2 separate regions of the Triticum aestivum genome follow, and region 2 is linked to region 1. Evidence: chromatin contacts called from public Hi-C data. All regions are on one chromosome and are shown on one strand. Each heading gives the region's core, a stretch centred on a gene start, on an enhancer-like site or on the middle of the called end of the contact. The rest is flanking DNA. Distances are from core to core; before and after follow the strand shown.

Region 1 (5,090 bases), core at 1,158-3,657:
TTGCTCTGATGGATATGACTATGGTCGTAGATTTCTTGTTTGTCCTCGTGAGGTTAGTCAAGTGCCCAACTTTTGTTTAAAAAAGTGTGTTGTTTATCTGTAGTTGTTATAGGTTGATCTGACCATTGTTGTACTGAACAAATTGGTGTGTTTTGCAGGGTTATGATACATGTGCTTATCTGAAGTGGGTAGACAAAGAATGGCAGGGGAGACCTAGGCAGGTGATTGGCAAACTTGCTGAAGAGAATGTGGCTATTCAGAAATTTGTGTTTGACAAGGATGCTGAAATTATGAGGCTGAGGGAAGAAAGGAAGGCCATGATCATGAAGCACAAGAAGGAGATCAGAACTAGGGATAGGAGGGAAATTTGGTTAGCCTGTTTGGTCTGCTGCTCTGCACTGTTGTATGGTGTTGTAGCACTAGTGATAAGAGGTTTTGTGTAGTAAGTTAGGTAATTTAGTATTTGGCATGATGTGAGAGGTGAAACCAGTGACTCTGTACAGATTATATGAAATCAGTGGCTACCTATTATCTATGTTCAGTGTTGTAAACATTCCAAACTGGAATCAGTGGCTTGAAATGAAATCAGTGGCTATGTTCAGTCTTCTGTTTACTTAACTGAAAATTCTCTTATTTGACATGAAATCGGTGGCTTGTTTACTTAACTGAAAATTTTTGTTGCAAAATTCTCTTATTTGACATGAAATCAGTGGCTTGTTTACTTAACTGAAATCAATGATTCTCTTATTTGACATGAAAATTCAGTTAACTTAAGCAAAATTCAGTTAACTTAAGCAAAATTCAGTTAACTTAACACTGCAAATTTCAGTTAAGTTAACCATTTGGAAGGGGCCCAGGGATCTTCAGGTAGTACAACTTGGCATATTTGGCACAAAGTGAGCACCTAGTACATTCTATTTTAGGATGTGTGCACATGGGCACAACATAAGCAGACAAGAACATGGGCAGATCAACATGGGCAGGGAAGAACATGCAGTTCAACAGCACTTGAACACCAGATTGCCATAGATACAGCAGTTCAACATGGACTGCTCAAAATAGATAACTTATATGCCAACATATAGATCAGCATACCTAACTACTCTTCTGCATCTTCACCTCTTCTACATCTTCTTCAGTTCTTGAGCTGCTGCAGGCGGATGGAGCGGCACACCTTCTTCACCTCTTTCTTCAGAGGCGCCTTCTTCTTGTTTTGCTGTGGCTCCTTCACCTCTTCTTCTTGTTCAACCTTCACCTCTTCTGGCAGGAGCTCGACGTCCGGCAGGAGCTCGACGTCGATGGGCATGTTTCTGCCACCCTCAACGGCGACCGGCGCAACGAGCACGAAGCGCGAACAACCCTAGTGCGCCGAGTGCAGGAACAGGGGAAGCAGAGGAACAGGGGAAGCGCGAATAAGCAGGTCCTTACCGTATTCAGGAGGGAACTCGTCGGGTTCCCTACGCCGCGGCTCCATGGCGCCTTGTGTCGCCGCCGATGAGGCCGACGGCGGCGTCGCCTCGCAGGAGGAGCGGGCAGAAATGAGGAGGAACAGGGGACGTGGGCAGAAGGGAAAGGTTTTGGAAGGGGTTTGCATCAGGGCCGATGACCAGGTGCTTTTCTGTCGAGGGATGGACTTGTCTGCGAAATTGCTAAAGCGCGAGGGTTTCTTTGTAAAAATGTGATCCGGACCCGACAGAGCCTACATGGCGTGCCACGTGTGCAGTTCGGGGTGGTTTTGTATAAATTTGTTACAGCAGACAAGTTGGAGGGCTAGTTTTGTGGGGTTTTTTAGTTCTTGTATGAAACTGTTTCCATCCCTACAAGTTTATGTATCAATAGTGGTATTAACTCATTCCTTGGGGAGGCCCACTGCCCGTCGTGCTTCCCGCGCCGGCCACACGGAATATCTGGATCCGGCCCCGTATCGCGCGTGCACGCACTACGCCGGCATGTCTCTACCGCCGGGAGAATCGTCGTCGACCAAGGTGACTCGGCCTGGCCCGGCTCGGCTCGATCGTGGTCGAGTAAAATTTGGAACCGTAAACCTCGGGCGACCACCTGCACTGCTGAACGGTCTAGGAGGCGGAAGGGATGCTCGTACTCGATTTGTTGTGGTGGCGAGAGCGAGCTTTATCGGCAAAGCGCCTTTAGCACTGTGCTCAATGCTGATCTCTCGCCGGATCCCAGCATCATTCCAGCGGCGAAGAAATGAAACCAGGCAGGCAACTGGCAGAGGGAGATGAAAGCGAGGGAGGAAAGGCGACGCGCAGAAGATCAGGTGGGCGCGCGCGCGCATCCGGCGGTCCATGGTGCCGCCTTCGACGCGACGGCGGTGGGCCCCGCGCCCGCATACGTGGTGCACGTAAGACAAGACGTCCGTGACAGAGCCTGACAGGCGACCCGGCCGCCGCCGGGCCCGGCGTCTCCTCCGACGACGAAATTACGACGCTGCCCTCCTCCGCTCCGCGCGTGTCCCGCTTGCTGCCACACAACTTACGCCGTTACACGCACGTGCGCACGCGTTCCTCTGCGATCGATCGCGTCGCGTGCAGCCTGTGTCATCTTTTTTGACAGCATCCATCCATGCCATTATTTTTCTCGGGCTCGCACCGGTTACCACACGGAGAGCATGCAAAAGCGCGAGACGTGCGTGGCGATATATGGGCGGCGCTTCGGTCGGAACGGCCAAATTGGTTACCTCTTCCCTCCTCCTTTGCGATGGAGAGAGATGCTTGCTGAATCGAATTCTATTGCTCGTACTGCCATATGCGGTTGTTTTCATGTGCTAATATATACAGCTTGTCGGAGGAACCACGAGTGTCGCCATCGATACAGTAGGAGTAGATATACCAATCTGGTAGTGTAGTACTCGCAATATGAAATTTATATATTTGGGCCATCATGAAAAGTAGCTTCATATTTTATCTATTAGGTATTGCAGATGTTTTTTTTATTCTATAATTTTGTCAAATATCAAATGGTTGACTTGCATGAAAACCAATATACCTTCTATTCTGAAATGGAAGTAGGATATTAACCAGAATGCTCGGTCTGCCACGGCCCACGTGGACTGTGAAAGCGTTCCTCTCTCATGAAAGGTGCCTAGGCTACGTATCAGTAGAACAACAAGCAATGAATACATGGTATGCAGTATACAAAAAAATAGAGTGATACATACTCTCTCTGTAAATAAATATAAAAGCGTTTAGATCACTACTTCAGTTATATATAAATAATCTTATTTACTTTTTTATGAAGGAAGTACTATATAGTCAATGGTAGTATACAGTATGAGGCGGGGCAGTCATTTTCTCACACGGAGTTATTTAATCCCCCGAGCAATTGTGGAAGTCCATTGGGTGGGTTGAACACACGTGGACGAATGAAACAATTGCCTAGCTACATTACTGTGAAAGAATTGGTCGCTACTGCTTGATCCAAGCCCTACCACGCACGATGACGGTCCTATTAGCAGTTTACTAATGTGCTCGAATTTAACTACTCCCTTCGTCTAGGTGAGTAAATCATCTTAGGTTGTGTACCGTGACCAAGGAGGAGGGAAAAACGAGAGACCTTAATATTTATTTGCTAATTCATAGCATTGCATGCAATGAGCTAACCACTGCATGTCGTGTTTGGTAGTATCAAATCATTAAAATAATGCACACCCCTCATCTCTTATTGATTGATATGTCAAGAAACAAGAAAGGAGGTAAAAGTTAATGCACCGTGCCTAAGTATTTTGGGATTATTTGGTTTTCGTAAGATGACTTACTCATCTAGACGGAGGGAGTATGATCTATTCGACTGGATTTCTCATAGATGCAGAATAATTAGTATTTTTACGGATAAGGTGATAGTTAAGAACGGCAGTGGAGCCTGACGATGGGCCTGGACTACTAGGAGAGACGAGGATAGGGCATTCAAATTTGTTTGTAGCAGAAACCCCAGCCCCTCTAGAGGTGTTGTCGAAAAAATTGTCGAAGCAAAGCTGCCTCCAGCTCCACAAAAACTAACCCTAAACTGCCTTCAACGGGTCAAAACCACCGCAACTACATGTCATATTGATGATTGATCGTGTAAAGGAGTGGCATGACTGCATAGTGGAAGCAGTCCAAGACTGACTCTCGAGGACAACAGAATTGTTCACGAATGGGGATTGGGGTGGACATCGCCAAACGATACATTCAACAAACAAGCTGTAGCGAAACGCCATATGCTAGTTTGGGCGTTACGCCTTGTACAATGCTAGGTGCTTAGAAAAATAAACCAGATTTTTTAAGACCGGTGCCTATTTCTATAGAAGAGACGTCTAATTAAGCGTCTATCCTGTACAAATAAACATTGATGCTTGAAAAAAGTCTGGTTTATTTCTTCAAGCACCTCTTTTAAGCACCTTGCATTGTGCAAGGCGTTAGCAGCAAAAGTGGAAGTGTGGAACTGATAGAAGTAGAGAAGAACAAACACATGGCGGTAGGTCAGCTGTTGGAAAGAACGAAGGGCCCGACGCGACGATACAATTTTCGTAGGGAAGGTAGTAGAACAGTGAGTGGAGAAGTTGCGAGAAGCAGACCACGCGTGTGGCGGTGAAGGTGAATGATCGAACAGATCCGTGCACTGAAACCGCTGCCCAAGCCATCCCGTAAGCGTCAGGCATCACCCACGGCCATGGCACGGTTGATGGGCTCATGGGGCAGCGACTGCGGCGTCCGGGGCTGGGTGCGGCCAGCGATGTGAGGCTGGACCGGGGGAGACGGTCCCTACGTAGGTGCGGGCGTCGGATGGGGGACACGGAACATGGCCGAAGCAGCAGGATGCCAGAATCGATCGGCTCCTGGTGGAAAGCGCCGATGGATAGTGGCAGATGCGCCCGTTGCCTACGCACCGCTTGCTCGCGACCCCACTATCTGCTCCTGTTCCTCCGTCCGCCCCATGGCTCCGGGAGTACCTAGTAGTAGCGATTAGTCCTTGACCGGTTCATCGACGCAGAGCCCGCCTTGTCTGGATGCCCACCGAACCGCCGACGCAAACACGACGCGCCGCTGCGACTATCGGCGCGCGCGGTTGCGTCCACGGGATGGTGATCCTGC
Region 2 (5,090 bases), core at 1,744-4,243, 67 kb after region 1:
TACCCAGAAATTCTATTCCCACGCACTTGTTTTACAAATACTTTACATACTATGAGAGGGGAACAACTACCTAGAACAAAACATGGGAATGGCCGTCACCGGATTGAACTTTGTAAGATTTTTGTAAAACTATTGCGTAAAAATATCATCGCTCTAATGTATCAACCTCCTAACCATCTAACCAACGGTTGTTTCTCAATTATGAATGTTGTTTAATAGGGAACCTCTCCTTTTCCTGAATATCTATCCTAGTAGTGGTTTCAATTTGGACTGCAAGTGTGCGTCGTAGTGCAGATTCGTGGTGTATGATGCATAGACAAAATTAGGTGAGGAGGATGATTGCTCCATAAGTGAATAAAGAAAATGTTTTCAAAACGCTGAACCGCGACGCCAAGTTCGATTTGAACCTTGAACTATTTCATTGTCCACATTAAACCTAAAACTTCCTAAAATCGGTCAACAACAACAATATACCCAAGTTTCAATAGTATTTTCTGTTGTTAACAGGCTTTGAGATAGGTTGCCGCCCATGTTGTTTTGTTGAATTCGCAAGGTTCACAATTCTCCATAAACCCAATTGTTTGCAATATTTTCTGGACTTCGAAAATGGAAAAGCAACTTAAAAAACATGCCAAGGTTTGGAGGGTGGTTTCTTTGTTGAAAGGTCCGAAAAATATGACATAATTTATGGACGTGGGAAATGCTATAGAACCTTTCCATAGTACTATTCCTTGCATCTATGGCCTTTTCATATTTTTGGGGAGGCCAAAAATACAACAAAACCATGAGCGCACGTACAGTAGTGGAGAATGGGGCCGGCTTGATCTTACAAAACTCGGACGACATAGCAGTAGATGATTAAAAATCAAATCTCATTTGACATGACATGATGTACTGTGCCATAAAAATGAGGCTTTGACTCCGTGCACTTATTTCCCGTACATCACGACAGATTTTACCACCGATATATTACCCTAACTCGTACTACAATGCATACGCATACAACTTGGTCGATCGTACCGACCCAACATTACAGCGGGAAAGCATACAAGGAGAGAAAACAAAACGCCACGATTTTTTTACTGATATACGAAATTGATCGATTCCACACGGCGCACGCACGCACGCTTCTTGATGCGTGCGCGAGCCTAGTTCCACATCCAGTAGCTGATCTGGCCGTCGTCCTGATCGTCGTCGTCCGTGTGATGGTGGCTGTGCCCTTGCGCCGCGGCGAAGAAGACGGCGGCGTCGTCGGGGTAGTAGCTGCAGCCCTCGTCGCTGCCCGCGCCGTCGTCCTCCTCCGACTGGATACCGCCCGCCACGGGGCCCATCACGCACTCGTGGTACTCGTCGCCGCCGGCGCCCCCCGGGAAGCAGTACGAGTCCACGCTGCTGTCCACCACGCCGGCGAGGCCGCATCCGCTCCCGAGCAGCGCGTCCCTCGCGTCCAGCACCGCGCTCCCGCCGCTCCCCGGGCTTAGCCTCTCCTCGTCCTTCACATGCAGCTGCTGTTGCTGCTGCACCACCTCGAACGCCTCCGCTGCCGCGGCCTGTTCCTCGGCGTCGGCCAAGGAAGTCTTCGCCTCCGCCTCCGCCGCCGCCTGCTCCGGCTCCGAGGCGTCGACGGCTGCACCGAAGCTGCCTTCCGGCGCCTCCTTATCTTGCATCTTCTCGGTCAACGTTACCACCTGACGCCACAAAGATGGATCTCCCAAATCAAACTCAGCAGCGGAAGCCACGGTGCCCGGCCGGTGGTGAAGTGTGGTTGACTTTGATTACCTGTGACCGGAGCCGGTGGTTGTCCTGGAGGAGGGCGTCGTGGTCGGCGCGGAGGGCGTCGAAGGACGCCTTGAGGCGGTCGAAGTCGCGCTCCAGCGTCTTTGTCTTCCACCGGGCGCGGCGGTTCTGGAACCAGACGGCCACCTGGCGTGGCTGCAGGCCGAGCTTGCGGGCCAGCTCCGTCTTCCTCTCCGGCTCCAGCTTGTTCTCCTCCTCGAAGCTCCTCTCCAGCAGGTGGACCTACACACGTACGCGTGGCGCGCATGCACCGTCAGAATTAATTCGGATGAACAGAGCATCATCTTCGCTACTGTAGCAACGAATTGTCACCTGCTCCGGGGTGAGGCGCCGCTTCTTCTCCGGGAGCTGCTCGTCGTAGTACTCCTCCTCGAGCATGTCATCCGGCGAGGTGAAGAAGGGCCGCTTCACGCCGCGCCCTTCTTCCATGCCGCCGAGGACCGGTCTCACCCCTTCATCACTCAAACATGGCAACCCCAATCAGTACACCAATCACTCTCCAGTCTCCACACAAAAGCTACTCCTACTTGCCTAACGAACCAAACAACCGGGATCGAGAAAACTAGTAGGGGATGAGAATATGATACCTCGATGGAACATGCCGGCCGCGCCGGCGATACCGCCCGCGCCACAGTCCATGAAGAGCATCTGTCCGTTGCCGGAGCCCGACGTGTTGAAGATGAGCCGGCCGGGCTCCATCGCAGAGAAAGCTTCAAGAAGTTGCGTTGGTTGTCGATCGAACGGGGGGCGAAATCAAATGAAAAAGACGTATATATACAGCTGCTGCGCGGCGGAGGGGCTCTTATAAGAAGCAGGACGAGGAGGCGATCATGGCGGCGAGCTTGTGGCGGAAGAAGCTGGTGCTCCACAGAAGCCGCGTGGGCGTCTTCATCGGCATAAGCGAAATCCCCATCATACACGCCCCAGTCCCGAGGTCCCGAGAGATCTCCTCAGGCCTGCGGGGAGGAGACCACTCACAGGAGGAGTGGGAGGCCTAGCTACTTCCTCGCCGGAGAAGACGCAAACCAGAGCGGGACAATTCGGCCGGCCGGAGGAGAGGTTGGTGGTGGAAGGGAGCTCAAGAAGAAATGGAAATCTTTTTCTTGATTTTCTTAACGAGGGACAACCAATTTTCTATTGCTTATAGTATATTTTTTTCTTGTGGAGGACACTGATCGGCTAAAGTTTGAAGAAATGGGGAGGAGCCTTCTTATAGGCGCCAGGGCGGTGTTGATTGACGAGTTTGTCCCTTGGTGGCAGCGGTGGGTGGGACGAATTGGCGGAGGATCGAGACGGAACCAACGGGAGCTGGACGCCGGGTGTCTGATCTTGATATTCTGATGTGATCTTTTGCTCTCAAAGGTAAAAAATGTACTCCTAGTTATAGGAATTACAAGGTGTTTCCTCTTTTCTTGTCAAACCTAGAACTTACAGTGTGCTCTTTTTCCCTTCTGGAAATGACCTTACATAGTATGGAGGTTGGAGATGGCTCTCTATGCTATCAAGATCTTTTGTGGCTGGAACCATGTTCTTTTCTCATGTGTTGAGTTTATTCTTGTGATAATAAAAAGACACACGCTCGTGCGTACGCAAGTATATGCGCACTATACCTGGCCATCTGTCGGGCCGGGCCGGCCTACCAAAGCCCGGCACAATAAACCTAGGCCCGAGCTCGGCTCGGCCATCGGGTCTAAAAATCAGGCCCAAGCCTGGCCCATCACGCAAAAAGCCCGCCGGACCTTCTTCCTTAAATTGCGAATACGACGGGCCCAGGCCTGGCCAGGGGCAAGGTCGGTCGGGCTTTTTTGGGTCAGGTCGGGCCGCCCGGGTCGGGCTGCCCATGGCCAGGTAAATGGGCACCCACACTCATCAATAGAAGCACGGCAACGAATCAAATTTTCGTGTGGTGAAGATTAGGGATAAATATGTTGAATTTGTTAAATTCAAATTCATGTTGAATATACCAGCATGAGGTCGTATTCACCCGGGTAATGCTAGACCTACGTAAATTTTGTTACGTGTTTTACGTAAGCAGCAACGTCGATCAGTATTATTGGATAGGGAGGAGCGACGGGGCCCACCCTTGAAATTCAGAGGGGGGGGGGGCGAGAAGAGTAGATTTGAAATTTATGTAGGGAGTTCGTAGCGGGTTCATAGGTCTAGCATTATCAATATTCACCCCATCGCTAGAGTCTAAGGTTTGTACCTTGTGCATTCTATCTATTTTTTCATCGTTGGGACTATCTATCAATTATGTTTAGCAAATAAGTACCTTAATTACAAAACCTCTCTCTCTCTCTCATTTGAGTTATTTAAACAAATTTTTACATATCTTTAAGATTTGACTGGCATGCTTTAACTTCTATATGGATATAGTAGAATCAATTTTGGTGGTGTCAATGTAGATTCTCTTCTCATTAAAGCTTTTCGTTAGATCCTAACATGACATATAGTTTATTCGAACCCGGGTCACCGCCTTTCCCTTACTTTGATGATGGGAAATATAGAAGTTCCTTAAGAAACCAAACACATGTTCCTTGTCGTCGAAGAACCACATAGCAAAGTCCGTTACGCATTCAACTACAATTCCAAAACAATTAGCTATTTGAGCCTTGGTCTGCACTCTAGGGTGTTTCCCCCCCTTAGAGCATCTACAACCGGACTCCTAGAATTGATCGGGCGGGCGCGGGGACCACTTACCGGACAAGAGAGAGAAGTGAAAAGTAGCAAAAAGTTGACCCAACCGGACTCCTCATATCATCCCTATATGCCCGGGCTGTCCGCGAACCCTCATATCCATCTCAAATATGGAGAGGATATGAGGGCTCGCGGCCTCGCCCGGCCGCGCTCGGTCAGTCCGCCACATAGGACGCGTCCCCATCCGAACCACCTTTTCTCTTTCTTTATTCCTTGTTTTCTTTCTTCCTCTTCATCTCAACCAATCACATGCATGTGACCGCACATATAGGGAAGAAAATGAGGAATATGGATGTGCGGACAATAAATAGGGGCTCAAAACGGACACGTCTGGTCACTGACTGGGCGTGTCCGTGGGCATTTGAGGGGTCAAATTAGAGGTACGTGGCTGAAGATGTGTACCACTTCTCTTATCCAAACTGTAAAGACATGAACTAGGTTAAATCTAGCTCCGCCACTGCATAAACAGAGCTAGAAACCCTACCAGCTCTCTTTGCAATTGACATTTGTCTAGCTGTTATCTACATTCAGATTGAGCTACATACCCTTTTTTTTAGGTACATACATCCTAATCAGTTTCCATCATACTTACTCTA

Evidence for each region. A called contact is a pair of places that touch in the nucleus more often than the background predicts.
Region 2: a Hi-C map of leaf shows a contact between it and region 1, with 6 times the contacts expected there. The contact joins the promoter of LOC123138126 here to the enhancer-like site in region 1. A contact is called at or near these places in 3 of 5 Hi-C or Micro-C datasets (all in leaf).

Annotation. Positions count from the first base shown.
Region 1 is chr6B:576,295,549-576,300,638 of IWGSC CS RefSeq v2.1, forward strand. No RefSeq gene overlaps it. Among protein-coding and RNA genes, the nearest start is that of LOC123138126, 67 kb to the right of the region's middle. Within about 2 kb of position 2,408, at least 7 of the 8 cell types and tissues checked have an H3K27ac peak or open chromatin away from gene starts, as enhancers often do. A contact at or near this core is called in leaf, where this site is marked.
Region 2 is chr6B:576,361,957-576,367,046 of IWGSC CS RefSeq v2.1, forward strand. It overlaps LOC123138126 (homeobox-leucine zipper protein HOX16), which reads right to left and starts at 2,994. Exons shown (of 4, transcript XM_044558032.1): 1 at 2,385-2,994; 2 at 2,110-2,257; 3 at 1,780-2,019; 4 at 856-1,688. The coding sequence starts at 2,226. The coding sequence ends at 1,149.